Linked DNA regions of Cricetulus griseus: region 2 is linked to region 1. The links are chromatin contacts, called in public Hi-C maps. All regions are on one chromosome and are shown on one strand. The core of a region is the stretch at or near the end of the contact, and the rest is flanking DNA. Distances in the headings are between cores, read along the strand shown.

The links. A called contact is a pair of places that touch in the nucleus more often than the background predicts.
Region 2: a Hi-C map of the CHO-K1 cell line shows a contact between it and region 1, with 3 times the contacts expected there. The contact joins the enhancer-like site here to the promoter of Sik2 in region 1. A contact is called at or near these places in 3 of 8 Hi-C or Micro-C datasets (the CHO-K1 cell line and fibroblasts).

Annotation. Positions count from the first base shown.
Region 1 is chr4:162,759,861-162,766,359 of CriGri-PICRH-1.0, reverse strand. It overlaps Sik2 (serine/threonine-protein kinase SIK2), which reads left to right and starts at 3,256. Exons shown (of 16, transcript XM_027412165.2): 1 at 3,256-3,561. The coding sequence starts at 3,427.
Region 2 is chr4:162,806,245-162,812,648 of CriGri-PICRH-1.0, reverse strand. It overlaps Layn (layilin), which reads left to right. Exons shown (of 7, transcript NM_001246681.1): 4 at 585-620; 5 at 1,560-1,643; 6 at 2,711-2,813; 7 at 4,554-5,395. The coding sequence ends at 4,914. Among named protein-coding and RNA genes, the nearest start is that of Layn, 16 kb to the left of the region's middle. Within about 2 kb of position 3,183, at least 2 of the 6 cell types and tissues checked have open chromatin away from gene starts, as enhancers often do. A contact at or near this core is called in the CHO-K1 cell line and fibroblasts, where this site is marked.

The sequences.
Region 1 (6,499 bases), core at 2,007-4,506:
AATTTTGCTGGGATAATTGTTACATCCCAATATATATGTATGTATGTATGTATGTATGTATGTATGTATGTATATGTATATGTATATGTATAAATATATATTAATTTTCATTAAAAATTAAACCTTTTACAGTGTAAAAGTTGTAAAAATAACACTTAACTACCCTTTGTCTGGGTTGTTTAACATTTGACACCTTTGTCATTATCTTTGCTGAACTATTTGGGAATAAATGACCTATTGCTGTGGAATAATCCTTTTGTACATTGTGAAGATGTACTGCTCTCATTGGTCTAATAAAGAGCTAACTGGCCAATAGCTAGGCCACTTCCTAGTGGTTAGGTGGAAGAGACAGACTGAGAACTCTGGGAAGAAGAATGGGGAATCACCTGCCAGATGCAGAGGAAGCAGGACTTGTAGAAGATGAGGTAACAAGCCATGAGCTACATGGCAGCACATAAATTAATAAATATGGGTTAATTTAAGATGTAAGAGCTAGTTAATAACAAGCCAATGCTATCAGCCAAGCATTTATAATTAATAAATAAGTCTCTGTGGTTATTTGGTAGCTGACTGATGGCACAGAGCTGACTGGCAGGACAGAAAAGTCTACCTATAGCCTATATCACAAACTTTTATCCATAAATACTTCAGCATGTATTTATTAATAAGGACACTTTCCTTCATAACAGTACAAAGATCAGAGTCAAGAAACTTAGCATTAAGGCCTAGAGAGAATGTTCAGTAGTTAAAATCAAGTACTGTTCTTGAAGAGGTCCTGAGTTCAGTACCCAGAACCCACATCAGGTGTCCCAATACCACCTGTAACTCCAGATATAGGGGATCTAACGCCCTTTTCTGGACCCCATGGACATCTGCACTCACACAGGCATGTAAGTACATCCCCCCCACACACATAACTAAAAGTAAAATAAATCTATTTTTTAAAATCAGCATTGAAACAACATTTTCATCTAATATACAACACAATTCAATTTTCAACAATTGCCCTGACAGGATTCTTTGATAACATATTTTTCTAGGACCATATGTTGCCTATAGTGGTATGTCTATTAAGATTTAAATCAAGAACTCTTCCTCAGCCTTTCTTTCATGTCAATGGCATCTTTAAGTGTACAAGATAGCTAGGGGGTAGATTTTCTCAGTTTATATTTTCCTGATTTGTTTCTTTGTGACAGATTCAGAATACACATTTTTACAGAGATATCACTTAAGAGATGTGTTCTGCATAACTCATACCAGGGGGCTCTTAGTGTTATTTAATTCCAATTGTTAACTTGAATATTTTCTTAGGAGAGTGTCTGTCAGATTTCTCCACTGTAAAAGGTACTTTTGTTAACCCTTTGTAATAATTTTTTTAATTCAAAGATATTTTGAGACTGTATAAATATCCCGTTCTTCAATCAAATTTTACCCAATGACTTTAAGGCCTATTGATAATTCTTGTCTGAACAATTATTACTAACAGCCACAAAATAGTGATTTCATAATTTCTACATACATCCTTTTCTCACCTATCCTGTCTCTATACTTACCTAACAGTTAAGCCTGTGAACGTAGCTCAGTGGTACAATACTTGCCTAGCATTATGTAAGGTTCTGTGCTTCAGTTTCCTGAACTAGAAAAGAAGGAAAAAGAAGAAGAGAAAAGAAAAGAAGAGGAATGGGAATAGACATTAGACATTTATGGGGACTTGTCTCATATACCATACTTCTGAGAACCTGTCTAAAAACAGTTAAAGTGGAAATATACAATGTAGGTTCCTTTTTAAAATCTAATGTGGACTACACCTGCCTTTAATCACAGCACTCAGGAGACAGATCTCTGTTAAGTATGAGCCAGCCTGGTCTACATAGCAAGTTCTAGGTTATCCAGAATAATCCGGAGACTGTCTTAAAAACAAACAAGAAAACAATGTAGGGCCCAAGAGGTGACTCGTTGGGTAAAGGCAACTGCAGCATGCCTGACCGCTTGAGTTCCATTTTTCTAGGACCCACATAGTGGAAATAGAGAACCAGCTCCCACAGTTTATCCGATGACTTCTATAAAAAAATAAATAAAATGTGAAAGTAATATTACTGTTATTTCTATTACTATAATATTACTATTATTTCCAAATTGTTCATTTCTGATGCGCAGTTTGTTCAGATTTGGCAATGATGAGTCCCTTCAAGCTGTATTCTCTTTTGACACATTCTTTCTGTTGTATACAAAAAAAAATCTCCTTGCTTACTCATATAAGTTCTTTCAAGGGTGTCTCATACTTTCCCTGGCTGCCTTGGACTGAGTCATTACTCCCAGCAAATTGGGTTCCTTTTCATGGAGAATGTATAACCGGGAACCAAGGTCTGGACGCATATATTTAAGATACTAAAATGTCGCTGCTTACTTAGGTCACCGTATGGAATACTGGTGTGATAATTTATGATTAGAATTCTAGCATTACCTGTGTAGCAACTCCCTCCATTCTAGCAACCTGCTGCATCATCTGGAAATAAATTGAATAGTTTCTAAGCGTTTACAAATTCCCTAACAGTTTGAGGAAGTATGGCATAAGATATAGTCACCTCTCCTCTCAAATATGTAAAACTGTGCCTACGTTTCAGGGGTTCCCGGCTTCGAATTCCGGATTTAAGTCATCTCTAGGGTCTCTTCAGAGCTGACTTTTTCTTTCTTTCTTTTTTTTTTTTTCTCTTTTTTTTGTAAGTGGCCGATTGCTGTGAGTAGAAATCCTCACAGACGTCAAAAAGTGGAGAGACTTAGATAGTAACGAGCAGGAGGGCTAAAAAGAACACAAAGAAAAGAGGCTGTGAGCAACGTGTTGCTCAGCCACGGTGTTCCTCGGGCTCCAAATTTAGCGCAGCAGTCTTCCTGCGGGCGAGCTTTTGGCGGGAAGGGCCGCAGGCGGGCGGAGAACGCTAGGCGACCCTACAGGCCACGCGCAGGCGGCACGCTGCACCCTCCGCTCGGCCCACCAGGGCTCGCTCTTGCCCTTCTGCTGGAAGGCAGCAGGAAGGGGGCGGAGCAGACGGCGACCCCGCCCCCGGCCCCGGCGAGGCCGGAGTAGGCTGAGGAGAGGGCGCCGCGGCCGGAAGCACAGTGCCCGCCGGAGCCGCGCGCCGCCCCTCCCTCCCGCCACCGACGTCGGAGCTGCCGCGGTAGCTATGGTGACCGGTGGAGGCCCGCCCCCGTCCCCTGCCCCGGCCCCCTGACGTCGGCTCACGTCAGCGCCGGCGCGCGCCTGGCTGGGCCCTGTGGGGCGGGAGGGAAGCAGCGCCGGAGCGAGCACTGCGGCCGTCGCCCAGAACCCAGCCGCGCCGCCCGCCGCCCTCCTGCCTGCTCAGCGCCGCTTCGCGCCGGCCCGCTCGTTCGCGCTCCAGTCGCCGTGTCCTGCAGCGGGGGCCCAGCATGGTCATGGCGGATGGCCCGAGGCACTTGCAGCGCGGGCCGGTCCGGGTGGGGTTCTACGACATCGAGGGCACGCTGGGCAAGGGCAACTTCGCCGTGGTGAAGCTGGGGCGGCACCGGATCACCAAGACGGAGGTGCGGCACCACCGGGGTTCGGCGGGAGCGTGGCATGGTTGCGCCCCGGGCGGGGAACGGCGGGCCTGGCTCTGTGGGGACCGCGGGGTGCAGATCGGGGGGGTGGGTTGTCCCTGGGAAGCCACACAGGCTTCCGTCCCGAGCCTCCCACCCGGGGACCTGGTCTGTGGCCTCTGCTCCCAAGCCCAAGTTCCGCGTCTTCCCGGCTTTCGGCTGGGGGTGGGGTGGGAGGGGAAGTCTCGATGCTCCAGGTCCGCGCGGGGACCAACGTCGCCGGCGGGAGAAGGGGACCGGCAGCTCCTGGACTTGGCGGACACGTAGCGCGACCCTAATCAGGAGTCCCTCGCTGCTAGGCGAAGAGGGGGCGCCGCGGACCCGACCGGTGCGGACGGACCGCTGTCTATTTTCTTTGCTTTGGGCCCGCAGGGTCTCTGATTTGGTGCCTGACTGGCTTGATCTCTTGCCGGAGGTATATCTAATACTCCAGACAATAGAACTGGTTGAAAATGGTCATCTCAGCTCTGCACCGTCGTCTGAGGTTGTCCCTTTACCAGGTGTGCATACTGACTCCAAGCACGCATTCCTTAAGCCACATCAGATGGACTACTCAGAAAGCCCTCAACTGCTTCCTTACAGTGACTCCAGCATCCCCCTCCATGGTGCATTCTAATGCACCGCACATATTTTCTCCCCGAGTCTCTGTTCTTACCTAGCCCACCCCCTTCCTTCCATTGCCTCAAGCTGCTCTCCTCGGGGTCTCTATTTTAAGACGTGCAAATTAAATACCTTGGAAAAAAACGATCGAAACAAAACCGTTTTTTTAGACTACAACCTAGTGGTTTTGACGTACTCTATTCTGCCTTATGATTTCCACTGTAGTTTCACCGGTTTTCAGTTTGTCTCCCCAAATTTCATCTCGTCCGGGTTTTTTCCCTAGTACATTTCTTAAGAACGTTCTAGCCTTTGAATGTAGAACTTAAACGCCCCCCCCCCACGGAAGACTTACGTAAGGTTAAGGGCATTTAAAAGCCTGAGTGTTTTCTTAGCAGTAGTACTTAGAAGTTTTGCTTCGTGTCCATTTTTATAAAGGAGGATATGTCTGACATGTGTTCATTTTTTCTTGTTTTGTTTTGCCTCACGGATCCCTGACACACCACCTAAATCTGACTTCTTTAGGGCGTCAGTACCAAGGTCAAAATATTTTTCCTTTCACAAATTTACCATTGTTATGAATCTAGATTGTTAGTAATGATAATGTGAGTATATTGACATTGCCAAATTGTTGCATAGCTTAATATGGTCCCGGCACTTTTTTAATGAATAAAGTTGTTTCGTTCTTGTAAAGAGTTATGGCCAAGCTGTCATACCTTGCCGCTATGTAAAATAAAAGGGAAATATCTTAAATGGGTAACTTTATGAATCTTTTTCAATGACCGTCAAAAATGGCACATTACAGAGAGTCTGTAAACTTTTTGGTGATATTCTGTGGTTGGATACCGAATCCAATAACATATTATTTTTTTTCTTTTTAGCAATATTTAGTGGTCATCTGTTATCTGTCAGACTGAGTTTAAAGTGGCATAAGTGCTTTAACTATCCCACTTTAGAGAACTGCTTAAGTGGAGCTCATGGTAACTGACACTTTCTTGGGGGTCACAATTTAGATGGTGTCCCTTTCAAACTGATATTTCTTAGGAAGCGAGGTAGGGGGCACTGTGGAGTAACACTGCCTGTGACTGTTAGGTCAGTTACTTTTGTGATTGAAGACACCTGTCAGATCATCAAAGAGCTTGCAGATCCTAAAGTGTGTGTGTAGTATATGTGTATAAAGTTATTTTATGTTAAAAGCTAAAAGTTTAGCCTACAGATTCCTCCCTCATGCTTTTCTATTTTTACAGTGGGCAAGTATGAGCATTTTTGTGGTTGTCCATACTAAGGCACAGAAAGGTGAAATGGTCTAGTAGTTACTGTACAGAAAAGTCTGTGGATGTTTCAGTTTGCAAAGTGGTTCTCTGAAGTTTTATAGGGAAGTTACATGAAGACTCGTTGATTAAGAGCATGGATTCAGTTTCTAAAAGTATAACATTTGTTTTCAGTGAGTTCTTTCTTTAGGGATAATTATTTATTTACTGAATATTTATATCTTTGATAAATAGAACCACCATTCGAACTATAGTGAAAATTTCAACTATCACATTATTTTAGATTCTCATTGCTTAACATACTATATCTAGTTAATTACAGAGAATAGTTAATATAGTATAAAGAAAACTATTAGCAAAATGTGACTATGTTTATTTACTGCTTATGGAAACTTCTTTATATTCTGTATTTTAGCATTGTAGGCTTATGTGTTTTAGAACTTGGAGATCTGGTTTTTTGTTGTTGTTGCCTTCAAGTTTGATCCTGAGTCAGTTTTAAAAAGTCAGTTTTATTATATTCGCACACACACACACACACACAAACAAGTGAAAGCATATTGCAGGAACTGGTTCTTTCCTTAAACCATGTGGGTGCTAGGGATCAAACTCAGATAATCAAGGTTGGCAGCCAAGTGTCTTTACTCTCTGACCATCTTGACACCCCCTGAGACAAATCTTAGGGCTTAGTTTTAACATTCCGGTTATGAATAGTTTTATTTTTAATTGGCTTCTCTCCATCTTCTGTTTCCTATCACTCACGAAAAATAAGATACAATTTTGTAGTGCTTTGGAGAAGTCTGTTTCCCTTTTAGGAAAAAAATAGTATACAAAAGAGACATTAATTTTGGTCTAATCTGTCAAATGGCTTACTACCAAGAAATATAATTACGTCATCTGAAGCAGTATTCATGTGCTAGATCTCTGTGTAAATTTTGCACACAAAAGGGAAGGCAAGGGGGTGGTAGAACCCAGCTTCCTAATATAATAATTCATAAAGTCTTTGCAGAGCTGGTTTA
Region 2 (6,404 bases), core at 1,934-4,433, 46 kb before region 1:
TACCAGGTCAGCCAACAGCAAAATCATTTGCCATATGTCATCTGTGTAACTTAGAAGCTCTTAGAAATGCTTTAAGTCTCTCAAGGATAATCACCAGTCTCTGCCTTGAAACTGGGCAGTCCCTCAGCCACTTCCACTTCCTGAAGACCAAGTGTTTGTTGCTTTCTGAACTGTCCTCAGTATGAGCTGATAACAGATCTTGGGACACTTTAAGACAATTTCAGCCAGGAACTGCAGTGGGGGAGTAGGGATGGATGTTGAAGCTCAAGCAGCTCCTCGATGACAAGGTGGAGGTTGTATGACAACACACAGGAGCTCAGTATACTATTTTGTGTGCATTTGGAAAGTCTAATATTCGAGTTCTTAAATACGTTTTAAAAACGCTGAAGTAAAACTGAAGGAAGGCTATATTCATGTGCAAGTAACTCTTTGACTTCAACAACCTACTTCTGGTATCTGATAACAATAATTAATAAGGTAACAATAAGTGGAGTTTATTGGAATTGGATGCCACACTCAGGTGATTTTATTCAGATTAAGGAAAATGTAAGCATTGTTTTTGTTTTTGCTTCTTTCTGCTACAGAGAAGCCAAGTACAACACCTTCTATAAGGCCTGGAGGTAAGTCTGTCATATGAGATTTGGGTTAATTTGGGCCATTTCACAGTCCCCTTCACAGTTTTAAAATCATGACTTTAGAGCAGATTATGCAGGAGGAAGACCACTGGTATTTACCCAGACAATATGGGCAGATATCTGTCACATCTGACTGTGGCAAATAGCTCATCATTCTCATTCTCTGCCCACTGTTATCTATGTTGATCAAAACTGGAAAGTAATAATTTGAAAATTCCATTTTGGATGCTTATTATTATTATTGATATAAAGGGAGAAATTTAATCTAATGAAGTAAGACAAGAGCCCAACTGATTATTTATGGTTCTAGCAGTGAGTCATTGTACTTCTTCCTATGTACTTTAGTCCGTTATATTGCTTGTTGGCTTTTTGGTGCCTTATAATGGCAAATGTCTCACCAAAAATATGAAGACATGTCTGTGGAGACAGCTCAGTGGGTAAAGTGCTCCCTGTGCAAACATGAAGACCTGGGTTAGAACTCCAGAATCCATGTCTAAAAGCTTGGCACGGTGATATGCACCTCTGATCCCATCACTGGAGAGGCAGAGTCAGGGTTTACATGTCAGCCAAGCTACCTGAATCTGCAAACTCCATATTCAGAGAGACAATGTCTCAAAACTCAAGATGGGGAGAACAGCAGTTGGAAGATACCTAGTGTCAACCTCTACCCTGTATACATTAACACAAAATACACAGATACACATTTTTGCACACACATACACATGAACACAGAACACATACACATTTACACACAATGAAGAAAATCCTAGTGCAACAAATTCAAATTTTACTGTGTTTATCAATGGCATTGGTCAAATCACTGCTGTTTCCTTGAACACCACTCTACATGTGGAAGGACCTTAGAGCATGCCTGGACTGTAGCACCTTTCTTCAAGTTCTCAAGTCCGTGTGTATCTCTCTCAGGTGAAGCAACTGAGCCACCAACACCAGTACTTCCAGAAGAAACACAGAAAGAAGACACCAAAGAAACATTCAAAGAAAGCAGAGGTACTTGGGAAAAATAGATACTGGCAGTCCTTTGGCTAGAAATTACCTATGGTTATACTTCCTACTTTCTTCTTCACACAGCTCTTTAAAAAGTGAGGTTTTGTTACTGGACAACTTAACTTTAAAGAAAATTTCTCTGTGCTTCAGTTTAACCATTTAGTATTTTTCATACCTAGCTGACAGCATGATCAGCTTCATGAAGTAAAATGTAATGTTTGACTGCAATTCATTTCTGACACTGGGGATCTATGCAGATCCCACACACACAGATTAAAGACACATTCCACACCTCTCTCATCAGACAGACATCAATCACAAGTCTCACAGTCCTCAGACCACCTGAACTGATGATGTTCAACTGGCTACGCTTTCAGGAGTGCCCATGAGCTCTGTCAGGTTCTGTAATTAACTAGAATTCACAGAATTTAGGAATGCAGTGTCTGTACATCTTATTATACAGGATCCAAATAACAGGACATCCAGAGAAAGGTCTGGAAGGGTTTCAGATGGAACCTCCCAGTAGAATCAGGACTATCAACCTCTTTGTTACGGTTTCACTGTGAAATGTCTTCTGAATGCTCATGTAGTGAATGTTTGGTACCCAGGTGGTAGTGCTATATGAAAGATTCTGGAAACTTCTAGCTGGAGGAAGTGGGCCACAGTAAGCATGCCTTTGAAGCTTATACATGGTGCCTGGTATGATCCTGGCTGTCCTAGGAGGCAACGACATCCACACTGCCCCCACCAAGCGTGTTTTTACTAAAAAGTACATGAAAAAGGAGGATTATTTTACTCTGGAAAAAATATCAAACATAATTTTCCAATATTTGCAAGACTCCAAAATTTAAACTTGTCTACAGTATCACTTAGATTAATGGGTCATTTAGAAAATGCTCATTTGTTGAAACTAGGGACTCTGCTAACTGGGTAACTGCATCTATTTATCTATTTCCTAGATGTGCTGCTTGGACTACTCTATTGATTATGTTTTTTAAAGCCTGGTTTGAAAGGAAACATACAGAGGTGGGAGGACCACCAGGGATAATGTATGCTTTTTTCTTTTTCAGAGGCTGCTTTGAATCTTGCCTACATCCTAATCCCCAGCATTCCCCTGTTCCTCTTACTAGTGGTCACTTCAGCTGCATGTTGGGTTTGGATCTGTAGAAGAAGGCAAGTAGAACCTTCATCATGAAAACCTCTGCTCCCTCTGCAGTCTTTGAGATTTGGAGGCTACACAGTTGGTATCATTAAAAGCCATGGAAACTCCAAAAGAAGGACCACTGTAGAACTGAGAGTAAACTCTGGCTGACTCAGGACTCAAGGTCCACACCAAACAAGTAGCATTCAGCTGAGCATTTGTGCTAAGTTGTAATTAAGTTAGTGGTCCTATGCACTTTATTTTCTCAGTGTGTGGAAGATTTTTAAGCATTGTGAAAGGTAAAACAGTGTTATTCACTTCCTGTGCACCCATGTATCACCCAGCAAAGTGCTCTCCTAAATGTAGATCCTCATGCCAAAAATGTTTGTTGAGTAAGGAATGACTAATGAACCACACGAAAATTGTGTGTTCAGAGCATTTCTGACACAAAGCCAGTCCATTCAGAATGAATCAGCCAAATTCTTTTTAATTGACTTTTCTTTTGATTTCAAAAGTATGTTGTTGCAAAGCGGCTATGCCAGGTAGCAAAGGCAGCCTGTGTATGTAATCTGGATCATGTGCTCATGTATTTTAGGTACATTCAACTGTCCTCAGTTACACTTTTGTTCCCTATCATCATAGTATACATACAAGAGGGCTAGCATTCTCACTTTTACTGAAGGAAAATCTAGGTCCAACTTAAGTTTGACTCACTGCGATGAGCAATTTGAAATAAATTTGTAAAAGTCCAATGCAGAACCTACTTCATTTAATAATCCCCTTAAAGGATTATTATGGTACTAAAACAATGAATACACACATAACAAGCATATTACAAACACTCAAAAGTATTAGCCATAGAATTAAGTTTTAAAAACTACAAATACATTTTTCCAATGGCTTACACTGCAGTTGGTTCTTAAATGTACTTAACACTTTGTTGGGCATGGGGAGCTGCAGCTCTCTTCCAAAACCATTTTCAATCTCCACTCCCCATCCTTCCCATCTTCCTTCCCTCCCTCCTTCTCTCCATCTTTATGTCTCTGTCCTGCTTTCCCTTTTTTCTTTTTTCCTTCCTCCCTTTCTTCATTTTTTTAAACAGTCCTTAGGATCAGCCCAGGGCTTTCCACATGCCAGACAAGTTACATTGAGCTATTCCTAGTCTCTTGAACAATATTTTAAGTGTATCAAATAAAATGCATTGGTAGAAAAAGGAAGCAATCATACCATTACATAGTTTAGCAAAAATATTTCCCAAGATGAATTGTTTCTTTATTAATGACTCTTAATGGTAGGTATAATTATAATTTTGAAGTAGAGGTGAACATAAAATATTTCAAAACAACTATAATAACTGATACGATATGGGAACATGACTTCTGTTGGTGATAGAGTCAGTGACATTATTAATCCTACTCTTGTTGTCTAAGCTTTTAATGGTAGGATAAAAATAGAATAGAAATAGAAATAGCTAACTTTACTTAGAAATGAGGTTTTTGTATTTAGTTTTTAGTATCTCCTATTGCTTTCTGGCCCCACATTCTCAAGGGAGTCCTGGAACCCAAGCTAGTGATAGTAAATGGCAGATGTAAGAGCACTATGACCATAACGCTTTCCTGGGCCGACTCCTACCTGACCTGCAAAACCTATAAGTGTAGGCAGTGGAGCAGTAGAGCTGGTTCACTTCCTCCACTTCAATAGTAACAGTATTGAAGGGATATATAATCTCAGTACCCTGGGCTCAAATACTCAGCCTGGTTCTCTTCTTCTAGAAAACAAGAGCAGCCAGATCCTACCACAAAGGAGCAACACACCATTTGGCCCACTCCTCACCAAGAAAACAGCCCCAACCTAGATGTTTACAATGTCATCAGAAAACAAAGCGAAGCTGATTTAACTGAGCCCCGCCCAGACCTGAAGAACATCTCATTTCGGGTGTGTTCTAGTGAAGCCCCTCCTGATGATATATCTTGTGACTATGACAACATGGCTGTGAACCCTTCAGAAAGTGGGTTTGTGACTCTGGCAAGTATGGAGAGTGGATTTGTGACCAATGACATTTATGAGTTCTCCCCTGACAGAATGGGGAGGAGCAAGGAGAGTGGATGGGTGGAAAATGAAATATATTACTAAGACATATGAAAAACTGGCAAAAATGAGAAAACAAAAGCAAAAGCCTCCTATTTCTCACAAGGAAAATGTTCAGAAAGTTTATGAAGATGCTCAGACCAGTTCTTAAGGTGAGCACAGAATCTCCACAAGTTCCTACTGGGTCCCCAAGTTCTGGATGTATCCCTTATCCCAGAGCCTCACCCAGCTCAGCCTTGTGAGAAGGCACCTTGCCTAGGGGCTGCCATACAGCAGACCCTCGATAACTGTCAGCCAGTGTGCTGCAACTGATGTTCAAGGGCTGATGCTTCCAATGGTCAGGATAAAGGTGTCACCAAGGAGTTTGGAAAGCCCGCCTCCTAGGCTCCTTGCTCTCTACAGCAGCACGTGCAATCATAGAAAGACATAAACTCTGGAATCTTCTCAAAGGCTATGTATGGAAGCCCCAGGCTGGCCTGCCCAGCAACAATTCCCATATCTTCCCCTAGCCCAAATAAAATCCAATAAAAAGCAGGAAGCAGAATGTTAGTCAGTGTGTGTCTACAGTCTTTCCTCTGCATGCGGCCTCAGGGGACCTTTTTTTTTTTCCATTCTCCCAACATCTAAACTTGGAAAAACCCAACTTGGAAATACTTTCAAAAGTAAAAATGAAGTCTGTGTTTGCTTCAGGGCTCCTTGTTCTCCTGGCTCAGACAGTATGTGTTGTTCTGGGGATGGGTGGCAGCAGCATTAGCGATTGACTGTGTAGGCAGAAAGACTGGTGAAAGAGGTAGACATACTAAAGATAAGAAGAGGCAGGCTTCTCTATATCAGAGAAGGCAGTCACAGGCATCAGAAGGGGGAAAACTGGAATAGATCCTACCATGTTTGATGCAAATAGAAAACAGTGGTGTCACTTTGGGGCTTTCCATATTTCGTATACATACAGATACGCGTATATTCTCCACTAAAGTGAGCCAGGGCTTTGTGAAATAGGATGACTCCAGGACAGACAGAAAAAAATATGAGTTACTTGAGTAATGAAAAGTAAAATAATGGGTACCCAAACACAGGTAGAATTCACAAATCTGTTATTCCACAGGAATAGTGGTGGCCTGCACAACAATGGCCTATTACATATTTATGAATAACTACAGGAAAGGAGCTTAAGGGCAGCAAACACAGAGTCATGATAAGAATATGAGGATTTTTATTGCCCTGGCTTATCAGTACACATTGTATATGTATGCTGATAAGTCATGCTACTGTTAAAATTTTTATATTTGATTGGGAATGAGAGTGGTCATTTGGGAAACTTTACACAAACACCAAGCAAGAATGATTAGAAATCGGCAGATTACAAAATTCAACTTACAATGGAACACCTTTGGTAACGTGGGATAAATTGAGTATCAAAATCATTAACTGTTAACACTCTTGTTGATTTTAAAACAGAAAAACATGGATGTATGCTGATGCAAAAATAAATTAATTAAAATTTTGATGAGGGGTGGAATATTTACATGATTTCAAGT